Linked DNA regions of Sus scrofa: regions 1, 2 and 4 are each linked to region 3. Evidence: chromatin contacts called from public HiChIP or PLAC-seq data. All regions are on one chromosome and are shown on one strand. The core of a region is the stretch at or near the end of the contact, and the rest is flanking DNA. Distances in the headings are between cores, read along the strand shown. Region 1 overlaps TBL1XR1 (F-box-like/WD repeat-containing protein TBL1XR1). Region 2 overlaps TBL1XR1 (F-box-like/WD repeat-containing protein TBL1XR1). Region 3 overlaps LOC106505748 (a long non-coding RNA gene). Region 4 overlaps LOC106505748 (a long non-coding RNA gene).

Region 1 (2,700 bases), core at 190-2,689, 390 kb before region 3:
TCTACTCTACCAATGAGCCTTGACAACTTCCTCCACCTTCCCCCGAGCCCACCCCATGACCCCTTTATAATCTAAAACCAGGTGAGCTGGCTGTCCTTCTCATGAGTACTTGTACTCTAGGTTTTCTACACTATGTCCCCAACTTTCACTGTCAACAAATACATTTCATCCCTTAAAGCCAGGGATGACAGGCTGAACAATCTGATAGAACAAAATGTTAATGAATAATAATGGAACTTAATGGAACTTCAAGGAACTTAAAAATGCATATATATTAACTATAACATATAAAGTATTATATAAATATATAAAGTATTATAGTCTATCAGTGTTTCTCAAATTTGAGTAACATCAAGTACCATCTACAAGAGAACAAAGTAACCCACTGGTCCCAAGCATTGATTTGTGGGGTTTTTTTTGTTTTTTGTTTTTTTGGGGGGGCCTTCTTTTAGGGCTGCACCTGTGATATACAGAGGTTCACAGGAGAAGGGTCAAATTGGAGTTGCAGCTGCTGGCCTATTCCACAGCCACAGCCACACCAGATCTGAGCAGAGTCTGTGATCTACAACACAGCTCCTGGCAATGCTGGATCTTTAACACATCGAGCAAGGCCAGGGATCGAACCTGCATCCTCATGGATCCTAGTCGAGTCTGTTAACCACTAAGCCATGAAGGGAACTCCCAAATATATTTGGTATTTTAATACAGACAGATATCCAAGAAAAAATTTTAAAATAATTCATTATATATGAAGATGAATACAATGAGATGCCTAGCCAGTTGAGTAAAATACATAAATGAATCAACTACAAAATCAAAATCAAAATCGCTATAGGCCAAGGTACAAAAAAAAATTGGTAGGGGAAAAAGAGAGTGTATTACCTAGAGACTAAAAAAACCCAAATGAACACAAAATGTCATGTTTAGAGGGAGCTGGGCGAATATCTGACTAAGCTTAGAAGATTTAGCCCCTTGATTCTTCAAAATCTGCGGCACATTAAATCATTTGGGAAACTTAAAAAGTCTGATGTCCATGTTGCATCCTGTACTAATTAAACTAGAATCTCTGGAGGTGGAAGCCAGACAGCAATATTTTTCAAAGAGTTCAAGATGAATACAATGCATGGAAAACTCTGGGAAGCCCTTACTTACCCAACTCAAAGTATTCTGATAATATGTGCAAAATGTGATGACTTAGGAGAAATAGCTCTTCAGATCACACACAAAATATTTCAAAAACTATGTGTCCTTCTCTATCAGTTTGCTAAGGCAGCCATGACAAAGTGCCACAAACGAGGTAGCTTAAAACAACAGAAACTTATTGTCTTAGTTGTAGAGCCTAGAAGTCTGAAATCTAGCCACAGGCAAGGCCATGCACTCTCCAGTGCCTCTAGAAGAAGATCCTTCCTTGCTTGTCCCTTCCTCTTTGGGGCAGTAGCCCCAGACAATCCTTACTGGCAGCAATCCAATCTCTGCCTCCAACTTCCCGCTGCTTCTCTGTCTTCACATACCATTCTCCTCTTTGTGTACACCCATGTTCAAATTTCCCTCTTTTTATAAGGAGGTCAGTCATAGTGGAAGAAGGGCCACACCCTAATGATCTCATCTTAACTACATTTGCAAAAGCCTTTTTTCCAAATAAGGTCACATCCACAAGTACCAGATATATAACAGCTTCAACCTATCTTTGGGGGGGACATAATTCAACCCATAACACTTAGCTTTCATAAATCCCATACAATCAACTATAAAACTTAGTGGTATGTGGCTTAATGCAGAACTCCACCTTAGAGAGAACAAGCATGCTGCACCTTTTCAGAGCTTACAAGGACAAGAGATTTGAAGGTACTTTAAAAAGAGCATCCATCCTCTTGCATCTCCTCAGCAGCTAGACTACTCCATTATTAAACAATAAAGGTTAAAGAATAAAAAACAAACAAACAAAAACCCACCCTCAAGCTAGTTTCTTCTAGCCTAGGCAACTAAACTTCTATTTTGAGGCATGCCCTTAGCAAAGTCCAAAATTCTTTAGCCTGACGATGAAGCCCATTCCAATATAGAAACCTAAAGTTACAGCCTATATTCCTTCCCATACTCTCACAATTAAGCCAAAAGTGTTGATGGCAGCTGTAGACAAAGGCTAACAAAAGCCTTTTCCCCGATCTTTATCCAGTAGCCAAGCTAGAGAGTTAACTAACTCTCTCTAGCTTGGCTACTGGATAAATTTCCTTTTAAAGAAAAAAAACAACACTAATTATGTTAACTATGATGGTATCAACATGCAGGGAGGCAACAATCAATTTAAATGATGCTTTGGAGACAAGTCCAACATAAAGGTTGAAGCAGGAAACCTGGAACATCTTGCCATGCAAGAAAGCAAGGAAACAACCAAATTTTTTTTTTCTATGAGTAAATGCAAGAGACTTAAATTTAGCAACCAAAAGTAGTTTGCAGACCTTATTTGGACTGTGTTTAAAACTATGTGAAAATGTCATTTGGAAGACAAAAGAAAAATTTTACTTCCCTTTACCCTCTTCCGGTTTCTCATAAAGCTTTTATCTTTTCTAGATCACTACAACACATGAAAAGCCTAACCTTTTCTCCATATTAATGAATGAGAAGGATAGGAGAATCTATAAGGATGAGAGTAGTGAGTATAGAGACAACACAATAATTATTATTTCACACTTAACATGTATC
Region 2 (2,700 bases), core at 148-2,647, 310 kb before region 3:
TGAATCTCAAAACAAGGGGATAAAGTTACAAAACAACACAGCATATGGGAAGTTCCCACTGTGGCAAAGTGGAAACAAATCCGACTAGGAACCATGAGCTTGGCCTTGCCAGTGGGTTAAGTATCCGGCACTGCCATGAGCTGTGGTGTAGGCTGAAGACATGACTTGGATCTGGCATTGCTGTGGCACAGGCAGGCAGCTGCAGCTCCAATTCGACCCCTAGCCTGGGAACCGCCATATGCCGTGGGTGCAGCCCTAAAAAGACAAAAGACAAAAAGAAAATAAAAAAAAAGAAAACAGTATATGTGTTACTTTCTACCAGCTACTATAAAAAATTACTACAAATTTGGTAGCTTAAAACAACACAAACGTATTACCTTATAGTTCTTTAAGTAACAAGACTGACACAGGTGTCATGGGTTAAAATTAAGATGTAAGAGAAGGGCCAGATTCTTCAATGGAAGTTTAGAGGAGGAGATCATTTCTTTGACCTTTCCAGCTTCTAGAGGCAGCCCACATTCCTTCGCTCAAGACCCCCTTCCTCAATCTCCAAAGCCTGCTTTGTTTAAATTGTATCTCTGTGACGATTCTTCAGTAATCATCTCTCAGATTACAGTCTTTAAAGACTCAAGTAATTAGATTTTACTCACCTGTAAAATACAGGTTAAACTTCCTCTTCTCAAGGCCCTTAATGTAATCATATCTGCAAAATCCCTTTTGTTATGTAAAATAAAATACAGAGATTTTATATGCAGATTAAAATATGGACATCTTTGAGGCATCTTTACTCTGCCAACCATAAAACAGAATGGAATTCCATTTATATAAAATTTTAAAAGAAGCAAAATAATCTGTGGTATTAGAAAGTAGACTGAAGAGTAGGAACAAGAGAAATTTTTCTGTAATGAACATGAGCCATAGCCTGAATTATGATGGTTATACAAGTATACTTATTTGTCAGTGAATTATACATTCAAATGGGTACCTTTTATTCTATCTAAAATACACCTCAAGAGTTTATTTTAAAAGTCATAATTATCTTTAGCAGGTATTTTGTTTTAGCTGGCTCACAGTCTCAATACCCCAACCTATCTTTCTTGTATACTTTAAATTCCCACCATGGTAGTTTTCAGTAAAATACCTATCTTACCAAGAAGCTAGTAACATTTACCCTTGGAGAACCAAACACTTTTATAACATTATTTCTAAAGAAAAACCTGTTGCAAATTCCAGTTCAAATATAAGACTTCAGAACAAGGTCACAACTCTGGCAATAGTACATTCCTAAATTCCATATCGTATATTAAATGAAAATCCTGTGTTGCTATGGTGTTGCTTCTAGGAAACAGTTCAGAAGCAATAACTAAGAGGTACTAAGAAACCAAATGGCCTGGGCGTGGCTGTGATTAGGAAATCATCTGCAGCAACATTGGACAACCATTAACAACCTTAAGGTTAGATAAACCCAGAAAACTAACCTAACTTCTCTGCAATAATACTAAAAAAGTATCATTCTTCTACACACACTCAATATAAGTCAAGAAACAGGAACAGCTATCCTGTGTGCCACATTTAAACTACTGAGACCACTAAGAGGATCTCTCTCCTCACATCCAAAACTAAGCTATAGAAAAATAAGATAGAGACAGGATTAAGATGGCAGAATAGAAGGACTAGAGCTCAACTTCTCTCCTAAAAACAACAAAATTCACAACTAAAGACTGAGCAATCGCCACCCAAATGGACCAGAAACCTTAAAAAAGATGCCCTACTCCAGAAGAAAAAGAGGAGGCCACATCCACAGGTAGGAGGGTGATTTCACCATATAAACAACCCCATATCTCCTGGGTGGGAAGCTCCACAGACTGAAAACTAACTGGTTCTCAGAGACTCACCCACAAGAATGAGAGTTCTGAGCCCCACATCAAACCCTCATGTGCGGGGATCCGGCACTGGGAGAAAGAGCCCCTGGAGCATCTGGCATTGAAGGCCAGCGGGGCTTGTGCGCAAGAGCTCCACAGGACTCGGGGAAACGGAGACCCCATTCTTAAAAGGCCCACACAGACTTTCCACAAATGACAAGGCTCACCAGTAAAGGTATAGACACAGTAAAGATCGGAAATCATCCATGCACAATTACACCACCAAATCAGAAATCATGAGAAGAGGTGGGTACAAATGCAGGACACTGGAGATGCACTTGCAATTAAGAGACCAACAACTTAAAACAATCTCATATACACATAGACTCACATCAAAACTTCAGAATAACTGCAAACCAAAAATACAGTTGTATCACAAACAAGGAATCTCTGAAGAAGAAATATATCTCATAGTAAATAAGTGCATAATCCACCATGAAGGGGGTCATTTGACATCATTCTTGGAATGCTGAAGTCTTCTTACATCTGATTCTGATTTCCTCTCCATCAAAGAATTTATGACAATTATAGTTAAAGAATGCAACTGTACAATTAAATAATACAGTTCTACAATTCTCTCCATGGTACAATGTAAGGTCTATAATGTCTTGTTTATCACATCACCTAGAATGGTGTAATGCCTATACTGAAGAATCAATAAGATGTAACAAATTGTGAGGACATATTTATATAGTTACACTGTTTTTTAACCAATTTATGCATTTCATATTTTACTTATTTTCAGAGGGTGTATTATTTTTGTTATTCTTACAAGTTA
Region 3 (2,700 bases), core at 65-2,564:
TTAATTTATGTTGGGTTTATTTCTAGCCAATCCCGATAATGTTCCAAGACTTTTCATATTCTGTATCATTTGATATGTATTGTCATAAAGCTTTTATATTTTTCAAACACTTCAGCAGTTTTATGCATTGAGTTTGTTATTAAATGTCATGTGTCACTTTATGGGATCCTATTTAAAGTCGGTAGCTAGGGAAAGAGATGAGAAACATTTATAATTCTACCCCAACTAAACTCAAGGGCAATACCGGACTTAGTAGAGAGAATTCATAAATTTTTCAGATACTCTTCATAAAAATAAAGCTGAAATACAACAAAAAGAAAACCTAAGATGAAAACAAAATAAATGAAAAAAATTTACTTAGTAATCACTTAGTACCAGATATTGAATTTTATGAATATGAAATTCTATACATGGTGTCATGTTCTGGAACCACCCTTCCTATATTTCACAGTCGTTTAAAGGCTAGCTCAAATGTCCCCATTCTCTACCTCCCAGGCAGAATTAGGGATGTCCATGCCAATATTACAGCATTTTATTCATAATGTTTTTTCTTACATGGTCATTTGGCTAATTCTGTATATGATTGACACATACTTAGACTGGGATTCATAAAGAACAAGAACTTTGCTTTGCCATTCCTTGTTTGTCCAGTGTGTAAGCCCTGGTGCATAGAAGGAGCTCAGTCATCACTTTTGAAATAACAGTTTTTGCAACTTCAGGCCTTATGCAATGATGACACAATTCTTAATAATATGAGAAAGGAAAGGTCTGATTGGATCATTCCCTTTCAATAACTGCCTAAGTGATCAGGGGTAGGATGGCTGGGTAAACGTAGCAGAAATGGAGCTGAGATTTGTTATTCACTCAATGTGTTATAAATAATGAAGACCAAGGCATTTACACAATGTGAATATGTGAAACCTTTTCCAGGTGAGCCTTTCCAGAATCAGAGAAATTTGTGTAAAATTAATTTTTTTTTCTGGAAATCCTTCTGTTTCCGGAATTAAGTTACTTTTTTTTTTTTTTTTTTTTTTGTAGTTGGTGTCTTCCCTGAGAAAAGGCAAGTTGAACTGTCTTTCGAGTTGGGCCTTAGGACAAGCTGTGTAGGCAGTCACTATTGTGGTATACAATCTGAGCAGTATCAAAATACTCTTGTCCCAGAATATTTCCTGGGATCCATCCCTTCCTGGTGACACACTCCTCTTTGAGGCTAGACATGGAAAGGTTTTGAATATTTGTACTGGTCTTTGGAGTACATTCCCTTAGTGCTTGCTTGCTTCACTGTGGTTTCTGGGTGTGGCCCCTTCCAGCAGAAGAACGAATCATTGTTCTGGAAGCACCCAGATGAACTTGGAGCTTCTCTGTTCACCTGACTTTTGACTTCTAGGCAAAAAGCCTCTTGTTTACCTTAGTGAGCGGTACACTCTAGTTCCTCTCAGTGCTTTGTCTTCCTGTTGTCTTCCCTCAGTTTATCTCACTCTTTCAGTTAGTTACTTGCTGGCCTCCTACAGGCATTTGGGTTAGCACTCTCTGCATTGTATCCCTGACTTCTAAATCTGTTCTTTAGGACAGCCATGCTTTCCATATGATGGTTGCTGCCATTCATAAAATAATATTTAGACCCTAACTGGTCATACTGAAAGTGAGATAATCAACTGTTATGCTCATAATTGAGCTTAACAGGAAGAGTATCATTTTTTTATTGTTTTTCTTTTGTTGAAGAAACAGTTAAGATAAAGATGAGGCTACAGTTGGCAACTGTACGTAAATATTATGTGGTTTCCGTACTCTGTTAGGTGAAGCCAAAACCGCAAATAGAAATAAACAAAACAGGTTGTGAGAAGATGGAACTTTATAGGGTTCTTGGTCAGGAAGTCTGGGGAAATCATGTTGGTGGCACCCTGGACCTTCTTTTGGTGGCTGTAATTCCCCCAGCCCTGTTCCTGAGCCAGAGAGCATCTTGAATTGATGCCTGGCAGCTCCTTTTCACCCCCTTTTCCAACAAAGAAGGTAAAGAAGAGGATTGGTGGAGGAGCATATATGCTGGTTTCCTTTTTCTTTTCAAGGTCTCTAAAGAATCCTAAAAGGTGTGAAACCCAAATCACTTTACTCTCCTTTTAAGAATGGCCTACTGTGAGAAAAAAAATTATGGGTCAATATTCCACTGTTTATTTAAGTTAAATAATTACTCTTGAAAGTTCCCATTGTGGCTCAGTGCTAATGGACCAACTAGTATCCATGAGGATGTGGGTTCCATCTCTGGTCTCACTCAGTGCTAATGAACCAACTAGTATCCATGAAGATGTGGATTCCATCCCTAGCCTCGCTGTGAGCTATGTTGTAGGTTACAGATGTGGCCCTGGTCTGGTGTTGCTATGGCTGTGGTGTAGACTTGCAGCTGTAGCTCTGGTTCCACCCCTAGCCTGGGAACTTCTATATGCCATGGGTGTAGCCCTAAAAAAAAAAAAAGCAAAAAAATAAATTTCTCTTGGCATTTAAGGAGAATAATTAAAACAGTTTTAAATGGGCATATGGGTTAAAGAGATGCTTTTGCTATGAAAATGGACAAAATGATTTAATACTTTGAAAAAAATCACATTGTGACCTCATTCTAGTACATACCATCAGTAAATTAAGTTTGAGATGTGTTCTATTTATGACTGATTTGCTTATGAAGGACACAAGAGCTTTGTGTCCTTG
Region 4 (2,700 bases), core at 198-2,697, 260 kb before region 3:
TAGGAAGTACCTGCCAGCAGACACTAAGCCTTATAAGACACTGAAATGAGTTGTGCAAGAAGGTTTAGAGTCTCACTCCCTGGAGGTCTTTCAAGGCAGGATGGGTTCTTATCTGCCTAGGATGATTATGTGGAATACTGCTAGGGGGCCAAGGGATAGAGCAGCTTATCATCAACAAATAATATTTATTAAACTTCTGAGCATTCATAATACTGTGTGAGAGTCCATTTATACTAAAAGAGAATTTCAAAGACACAGCCCCCACTCTTAAAGAAAATTTTAACTAATGAAAGAAAAGGTTTGTATGGCATACAAATAATATAATGAATTAGCAGTACTTTAAGTTTTCAAACCATATAGATTTCTTTCTCTTCTCACACTCCTTGGTTTTGGTTTGAGACTAGGCAGAGCAAGATTTTCAGTGAACAATTTTTTCTGGCTCATATTTTCCAAGAGCGGTGAATGATGTAAAATATGAAGAGGTATCAGAAGAATTAAGTGGGGCAGAAAGCACAAACTGGCCTCAGTTCTATCATGTAGAAAGCAGGAAGCTGCTGGGTTTGGTCTCAAAGGATTCTTCAATTTGTAACGCCCTGGGATTCTAGGTCAAGAAATAGTTAGGGTTGGGGGCGGGGGACGGACTATAAGAAAGTCGGAAGAGAGCAAATTACTGAGTATTTGTCCCCTTAGAGCCATAAAATAGTGTTGGCCCCTGGGGCTATGATTTTCAGCAGACGAATAAGGTGATATTCTTTAAAGGCCAGTCCACTCATATAAACACTTTCTGGCTGAGAAATGAATGATTTGCACAGGAATATGTCCACCCCATTCCCTCCAGCAAAGGAGGGAACCATGTGGCCCATTCCTCCACAGCCTTAGATTTGTGCTGTGTGAATGCACAGAGCTCAGGAGGGCCAATTTATATAATCATGCTTATGTCTCCCTAAGAAAGACTCTTTCTGAGTTACTTCATTCATCATTACTCATGAGACCAGGGCCATGAGGGCTTCAGCCAGCAAAACAGATCTTTGTATCTCCTCTAAGTGGACCAACTAATGTTAAATACACCCTCCTCCACTGGGACCTACCACAGGCCAAGGGCCCAGGGTATGGCTTAGAGGAGCACACTGGATGCTAACCCCTCAGTTTTGCCACTTATGCCAGGCACTACCTAACAATGCAGGGATTTTGAAAATTCTATACATGTATGCCTCCATATGAAGCAAATAACTGATTAAATAGGTTTTATGATTTTCTTTAATTTCTCTGCATATAGAGAGATGTGAGTGGACCAAATTTTATCACTTACTTCTAAACATAGTCCTTCCTGGCCACTGAAAGAAAAGCATGAACAACTTTCCCTCAACTTTCAGGAAAGCTGATGTTGTGTACACTGAAAGTGTTATAATGTAATCTCCGCTTCGAGTTTATTGTATATTTCCCTTCCAGGAATATACAGGAAATAGGGTGTGGTTAGTTATGTGGCTCTTTCACTTCAGTGCAGTTATTTGGCTGAACCTACTTCTTGTTACTATCCTCTTAAGCAGAGTCAGTGAACCTCTGAAAACATAATTTCTAGACTTCTCACATCTGGTGGCCCCTTTTTTTTCTTTTCTTTCTTTTCTTTTCTCTTTCTTTCTTTCTTCCTTTCAAGTTGAATTTCCAAAGGTAAACAATAAGACTGTAAATTTAATTTTCCAATACTTCAGTCAAGGATTAACTGCTAAAGAGAAGAAAATGTTTAGCTTGTTTCACTCACATTAAAAAAATACATGTATGTGCCAAGTTTGATCAATATATAGTTGGTCAATCTTCAGTTTTATTTAGTCAACCATTTAGTCTATTATATAATTCATTAAATGTTTAGAGTAAAACTCTTATTCATTTATTTTTCTTTTTAAAACCATACCTCCGGCATGTAGAAGTTCCCAGGCTAGGGGTCAAATTGGAGCTGCAGCTGCTGGCCTACACCACAGCCATGGCAACACTGGCTCTAAGCTACATCTGGGACCTATGCCACAGCTTGCAGAGAACCCAGATCTTTAACCCACTGAGTGAGGCCAGGGATGGAACCTGTATCCTCACGAACACTATGTTGGGTTCTTAACCTGCTGAGCCACAATGCGAAATCCTAGAATAAAATTCTTATAGTTTTATCCACATTTTAACATTTTAGCTTTCTAAACATACTGCAAAAGGAGTTCTCTTGTGGTGCAATGGGTTAAAGATTCAGCGTTGTCTCTGCAGTAGCTTGGGTTACTGCTGTGGCATGGGTTCAATCCCTGGCCCAGGAATTTCCACATGCCTCAGGTGCAGCCAACACACACACACACAAACATGTTGCATAACTATGTTATTTTCAACATTAAAGAATTGATCCAGTTTTTTAAACATAACTTCTCTTAGCATGCTAAGATAAATCTTTTTTTTTTTTTTTTTTTACATATTCTGTCATTAAACTGTTGTTTTTAAAGTGCTGATTTATCTATGTTCCTGACAGTTTAGGAGAAAGATTTTCAATATAGAAGGACTGATAATGGTAAATCTTCACTCAAGGAATGAATTCTCCCTACTGGAAGTTTAGTAGATATTCCAATTTCAAAGATGGATCTTGTTTTATTTTATTTACTTATTTATTTATTTATTTTTTGCTTTTTAGGGCCACACCCACAGCATATGGAGGTTTCCAGGCTAGGGATC

What was found. HiChIP or PLAC-seq counts read pairs in DNA pulled down with a chosen protein or histone mark.
Region 1: an H3K27ac HiChIP or PLAC-seq map of alveolar macrophages shows a contact between it and region 3. The contact joins two enhancer-like sites. A contact is called at or near these places in 1 of 47 Hi-C or Micro-C datasets (embryonic fibroblasts) and 1 of 2 datasets of contacts at active chromatin or transcription factors (alveolar macrophages).
Region 2: a contact with region 3 is called in an H3K27ac HiChIP or PLAC-seq map of alveolar macrophages. The contact joins two enhancer-like sites. A contact is called at or near these places in 1 of 47 Hi-C or Micro-C datasets (embryonic fibroblasts) and 1 of 2 datasets of contacts at active chromatin or transcription factors (alveolar macrophages).
Region 4: an H3K27ac HiChIP or PLAC-seq map of alveolar macrophages shows a contact between it and region 3. The contact joins two enhancer-like sites. A contact is called at or near these places in 1 of 47 Hi-C or Micro-C datasets (liver) and 1 of 2 datasets of contacts at active chromatin or transcription factors (alveolar macrophages).

Annotation. Positions count from the first base shown.
Region 1 is chr13:115,374,957-115,377,656 of Sscrofa11.1, forward strand. All of the region lies in intron 2 of TBL1XR1 (F-box-like/WD repeat-containing protein TBL1XR1), which reads right to left. Among named protein-coding and RNA genes, the nearest start is that of TBL1XR1, 110 kb to the right of the region's middle. Within about 2 kb of position 1,440, at least 6 of the 83 cell types and tissues checked have an H3K27ac peak or open chromatin away from gene starts, as enhancers often do. A contact at or near this core is called in alveolar macrophages, where this site is marked.
Region 2 is chr13:115,458,959-115,461,658 of Sscrofa11.1, forward strand. All of the region lies in intron 1 of TBL1XR1 (F-box-like/WD repeat-containing protein TBL1XR1), which reads right to left. Among named protein-coding and RNA genes, the nearest start is that of TBL1XR1, 28 kb to the right of the region's middle. Within about 2 kb of position 1,398, at least 2 of the 83 cell types and tissues checked have an H3K27ac peak or open chromatin away from gene starts, as enhancers often do. A contact at or near this core is called in alveolar macrophages, where this site is marked.
Region 3 is chr13:115,765,582-115,768,281 of Sscrofa11.1, forward strand. The region is part of intron 1 of LOC106505748 (a long non-coding RNA gene); the gene reads left to right. Among named protein-coding and RNA genes, the nearest start is that of TBL1XR1, 280 kb to the left of the region's middle. Within about 2 kb of position 1,315, at least 13 of the 83 cell types and tissues checked have an H3K27ac peak or open chromatin away from gene starts, as enhancers often do. A contact at or near this core is called in alveolar macrophages, where this site is marked.
Region 4 is chr13:115,503,959-115,506,658 of Sscrofa11.1, forward strand. All of the region lies in intron 1 of LOC106505748 (a long non-coding RNA gene), which reads left to right. Among named protein-coding and RNA genes, the nearest start is that of TBL1XR1, 17 kb to the left of the region's middle. Within about 2 kb of position 1,448, at least 7 of the 83 cell types and tissues checked have an H3K27ac peak or open chromatin away from gene starts, as enhancers often do. A contact at or near this core is called in alveolar macrophages, where this site is marked.